Linked DNA regions of Bos taurus: region 1 is linked to region 2. The links are chromatin contacts, called in public Hi-C maps. All regions are on one chromosome and are shown on one strand. The core of a region is the stretch at or near the end of the contact, and the rest is flanking DNA. Distances in the headings are between cores, read along the strand shown. Region 1 holds the start of CACNA2D4 (calcium voltage-gated channel auxiliary subunit alpha2delta 4). Region 2 has its middle 24 kb from the start of WNT5B.

Region 1 (2,700 bases), core at 124-2,623, 140 kb before region 2:
GAAAAAAGAGTTAGCTTACAGCTCCAGTTAATAATTCCTGGGTGTGACAGTGTTTCAACCTACAAACTCCCTTGAAAGTCCTCTAGCCTGCCTGAATAGGTTTTTCTGGCCACATGTGATTGCTCAGAGCCTCCAAACTGTGAGAGGCACGAGATGTTCTAAACTGTCTAAATACAGATTCCTTTGAGCAGTTAAAAGATTGATTAGAAATTGTATTGGTGAAGGGAGTTTCACTTGTTGGGCCAATGTTTGCTGCTAAGTCTCCATATCCCTTACCTGCTGTGTCCCTGGCAGTGTATTGATTAATATAATTGGTGTAAGTAGTAGCTTTAATGTTTGTAACCTGGGACCCTTGAGTTAATTCTTTTTCTTGTTATAGCCCACCACACCTTTGCTCTGTAGGAATGCAACTTTATCTAATGCTTTTTGGAGGCTGGCGCCTGACTTTAGAATAATCACCTTTAGAGAAAAAGGCCTCCGGGCCAGAAGATGATGCAAATCACCTAAACTTTTGCATATGATAAGTTTGCAGGAAGAAAGCCTGGCTTACTGCATGACTCTACCCCTTCCCCCATTATCCTCTATGCATAACTTAAGGTATAAAAACAACTTTGGAAAAAAGTGCGGGCCTTGTTCACCGAAACTTGGTCTCAACATGTCGTTCTTTCTCTTACCTTCTGGCTGAATTATTCAGCCTCTTTTCTCCACTGAATTTCCTCACTGAGTTATCCTTATTTCAGCCTCTTTTCTCCACTGAATTTCCTCACTGAGCTATCCTCATTCTATTACTCTTTATATCCTTAATTAACGTTTAATTAAGCAATTGTTTCCTGATCCTCGCCGACGCCGTCCCCGCTTCGAATTCCCTAGATCCACCGGGGCTGGACCCCGGCAGTATCCCTGCTTGGCTTCCTCTCGGCTGAACCCCTGTGGCCCACAGTCCCCCCCAGCTCCACCTAGGATGGGGGAAGTCAGACAGAGGACCTGAGATGCAGATGGACATAGGCCTTGACCAGCAGTGGCTGGACGTGCATTAGGGGCTGGATCTGTGCAAGGGGTGGGGAGGGCGGGGGCGGGGGGCTGGAGCTTCCCAGAAAATGGGTCCCCGACCTAGAACCAGGTGAGACGTGGAGGACTTGGGGCCATTGGCTGTGGACATTACCTGTGACCTGGCCAAAGGCAGCAGGCTGGACGTGGGAGCCCACGTAGAGACACCCTGTCCCCTCGCCTCCCTGAGCAAACGGGGATGCTCACATGGGTCCCAGGATGGCTCTGAGCTTTCAGGAGCAGATTCATCACAGGGTCAGGGTCGCTCTGTCGTCTCCTGGGTCCAGAGACTGGTCTGCCTCTGTGACGCGGGAGACTGAGGCTCATGCGTGGTGAGCTGGCCCCCACTTCTGAAACCAGGATAATCCCACTGAGGTCCCTGACTCCACCCTCCTGCTGCCGGGCGGGGATTAGAGAAGAGGCCGGCGGATTAACTGGCTCATTCTGTTCCAGCCTCTCCAGTCAGCCCCTCTCCTGGGAGCCTGCTGCTCAGGTGGGGCCACCCCTCTGCGAGACAGACAGGGGAGCCCCCTCCTTACGCACAGACACTGCAGCCAGGACCCTACTGGAAGCTGGGGAACCACAGGCTTGTCCAGACCCAGAAGCAGAAGGTGTGGGCCGTGCGAGGGGTCTGGGCAGACAAAGCTCAGGGTCTGAGGCTGCTCCCCAGCCTCATCCCACATGGGCACCATGCCTGGGCCCCCCAGCAACCACACAGACCCCAGCCCCATCCCTGTGACCTGGGCCTCCCTGCGGAAGACGGCGATCCTCCTGTGTCTGCTGTCCAGCACGTCCCTGTCCCCCACACGGGGGCAGGTCAGGATCCCTGTGGAAACGTAAGCCTCGAGGCCAGCCCCCCGCCCCAGATACCCTTTCCCCCCTCTCCTCCCCAGCCCATCTCAGTCCTCGCCCCCCTCCAGATCCCCTGGGGCTCGGCCACCCAGTCCCCCTGTCCATTTCCCCTGTGAACTTCTCTTCCCCAAATCTCAGCCATTTGGGGCCCCACCCCTACCCCTCCCCAGACCTGATCATGGAAGCCCCCACGACTCCTGGCACCCCCAGCACCTGCGGGGTGATCGCAGGATGAGAGGTTGGAGTGGGAGCTGAGTTGCTGGAAGTGACCATCAGGCTCCCCCAAGGATTTGCCAGGAAACCCACATCTCGACATTATGAGGGTAAACAGGCCTAAACTGACCACCACCTGTGCAGCCAGGAGTCAGGGGGAGTGAAGGGGGGTTCCCCATTCCCTTTTTACACCTGTCTGCCTCCCTCTTGGCCCCAGTCCTACATTCTGTCACTAAGAGCAGCTCCAGGGAAGTTTCCAGTCATTCACAACTGTGTATAAAGTACTGTGTGGCTCCCTGGGGCTGTCTGGTCTTTAGTGCTCAGTTCTGGTGGCTCCGTTAAATACAGTTCCAGTTGGGATGGGTGCAGAACATCCTGGACTAAAGGGGCTACCTGTTCATCACACCTGAGCCCAGCACGAGTCAGATTGCTGTCAGCCTTGGCCTTACAGAAGGGGGCCCTGCAGCCCATGGATGCCCAGGGTTTGTGTGGGGCTGAGCCGAGCATGAGGTTTGCAGTTCACTGTCCCCACGGAGAGGGTCCCACCTCTACTTTGTCACCTGCCTGTGGCCCCAACCTCCCAGACAC
Region 2 (2,700 bases), core at 76-2,575:
GAGCCCTGGGTTCAGAAGATCCCCCGGAGAAGGAAATGGCAACCCACTCCAGTATTCTTGCCTGGAAGATCCCCTGGACAGAGGTGTCAGGCAGGCTACAGTCCATGGGGTCGCACAGAGTTGAGCACGACTGAGGGATGAGCATGCAGGCTCACGAGATAACATTTACCATTTTAACCGTCTATACGTGCATAGCTTGGCTACACCAGGGACGCTCACAGGCTTTTACAGCCGTCACCACCGTCTGCCCCCAGGGCCTTTTCATCGTCTCGAAACTGAAACTGTAACTGTATCCACATGAAGCACCAGCTTCCCCGACCTCAGCGCCGGGACCTCCATCCACTTTCTGCCTTTGTGAAGGTGACTCCTCTGGGGACCTGGGAGAGGCAGACTCCCTCAGACCTGTCCTGCTGGGACTGCCTTCTCAGCACAGTCGCTGCAGGGATCCTTTGTGTTGTGAGTTCACAGCTCGTCTTCCATCAGCTCGACTCTTTTGTTTTCCTGCTGGGGACTCTGACACTGAAAACAGACAACCAACTAAGTGTGCTTGGCCCAGGGGCTTCCCTCTCACCACCCTAAGGTATACTTAAATACCTTTGCCAGAGTGGACATTTTCCAGTGTTTTTTCCTGCCTGTCCACCTCACGATTGGAGTGTTAACAGCTACTCCTGAGAATTTCCTGGTGGTCTAGTGGTTAGGACTCTGTGCTTCCACTTCAGGGGGCACGGGTTCCATCCCTGGCTGGGGAACTGAGACCCCATCTGCCGTACAGTGTGGCCAAAAAATAAAAGAAAACAAAAAATCAGCTGCTCGATGCTCTCACTGCTAAGGGCTTCCCAGGTGGCGCTAGTGGTGAAGAACGCACCTGCTAATGCGAGAGGCATAAGAGATGCGGGTTCCATGCCCGGGTTGGGAGGATCCCCTGGAGGAGGGCAAGGCAACCCACTCCAGTATTCTTGCCTGGAGAGTCCCAAGGACAAAGGAACCTTGCAGGTTACAGTCCATAGGGTCGAAAAGAGCTGGACGCAACTGAAGTGACTTAGCACACACGGCTCTCAGTAGGACCCGAGCTGTGACTATGAGGATGGAGGGCCGGAACTGTCTTCCCCCATCAGGAACCCGAGGAGGGCAGGCCTCTGCTCACCTTCCTCTCCAAGTACAACAGGCTCTTAAAACGTGCTGTTTGTTTGCTTGCTCTTTGTAATTATTATTTGTAAGTAGTATGCTCAAATGGTTAAATACACACACAGGAGCAGCGTGTGGTGAAAATAAGCCCCTCCCCACCCCGAGCCCACATCCTGGTCCCCTCCCAGCCGTCGTCTGTCCAGAGACGTTCACAGGTAACAAGCACGTGGGTGTCTTTTTACACGAAAGATTTCACCTCATGCCCAATGCTCTGAATTGTGCTCTTTGAAAAAGTACATAAAAGTCAGCGTGTAATATGAAAAGCTCCCACCACCCAGCGCTGATAAAAACTCATCTTTGCTGTTTCCTTTTTTCCCTTATATAAAAGAAGTAAAATGTTACAGATAAAGTTGAAATATGCTGTAACCTTCACAGACAATCCTCTTCTCAGCTCCTTACCCCAGAGCTGAACACTGTCACTTATTTCTTTCAGTAATTTTGTATGTTTCACATGCAAATTTATATATGGCTGTGAACAACACGTAGTATCACTTTGTGTGATTTTCCAGTTCACATAATAACCATGTTTAATACCCATTCCCACTGACAGGCACTTAGGTTCTTTCAGACTTTTACTCCCCAGATAATGCCACAGGAAACTTCTTGCACATACATTTTTGTACACACATGTGAACATATGAATAGGATAAACTTGTAGAAGTGCCGTCACTGGATCAAAGCATACGAGCATTTTATTTTTAGTTTACTTTTCAAATTTTAATTTATATTAATTTGTTTATTTTTGGCAACCCCAGCACATGTAGGATCTTAGTTTCCCATCCAGGAACTGAACCTGTTGCCCTCTTCACTGGAAGCATAGAGTCTTAACAACTGTGCCACCATGGAAATCCCAGGATATGTGCCTTTTACATTTTGATAGATTGTTCTGAGGAAGTGGTGCTACTTTTTGCTCCCAGTAGCAATGCATGGAGGACCTGTTTCTTCCCTTCATCTCCCACACAACAACACATCAAATTTGCTCATCTTTACTCATCAAAAGGATGAGGAACCAGAGATCGAATTGCCAACATCTGCTGGATCATGGGAAAAACAAGAGAGTTCCAGAAAAACATCTATTTCTGCTTTACTGACTATGCCAAAGCCTTTGACTGTGTGGATCACAATAAATTGTGGAAAATTCTGAAAGAGATGGGAATACCAGACCACCTGACCTGCCTCTTGAGAAATCTGTACACAGGTCAGGAAGCAACGGTTAGAACTGGACATGGAACAACAGACTGGTTCCAAATAGGAAAAGGAGTACGTCAAGGCTGTATATTGTCACCCTGCTTATTTAACTTCTATGCAGAGTACATCATGAGAAATGCTGGACTGGAAGAAGCACAAGCTGGAATCAAGATTGCTGGGAGAAATATCAATGACCTCAGATATGCAGATGAAACCACCTTTATGGCAGAAAGTGAAGAGGGACTCAAAAGCCTCTTGATGAAAGTGAAAGTGGAGAGTGAAAAAGTTAGCTTAAAGCTCAACACTCAGAAAAGGAAGATCATGGCA

What was found. Hi-C and Micro-C count contacts between places; a contact is called where the count stands out from the background.
Region 1: a Hi-C map of an unstated tissue shows a contact between it and region 2, with 5 times the contacts expected there. A contact is called at or near these places in 3 of 11 Hi-C or Micro-C datasets (blastocyst, liver and an unstated tissue).

The regions. Positions count from the first base shown.
Region 1 is chr5:108,297,018-108,299,717 of ARS-UCD2.0, reverse strand. CACNA2D4 (calcium voltage-gated channel auxiliary subunit alpha2delta 4) reads left to right here and starts at 1,373. Exons shown (of 40, transcript XM_059887280.1): 1 at 1,373-1,422; 2 at 1,773-1,883. The coding sequence starts at 1,373.
Region 2 is chr5:108,161,321-108,164,020 of ARS-UCD2.0, reverse strand. No RefSeq gene overlaps it. Among named protein-coding and RNA genes, the nearest start is that of WNT5B, 24 kb to the right of the region's middle.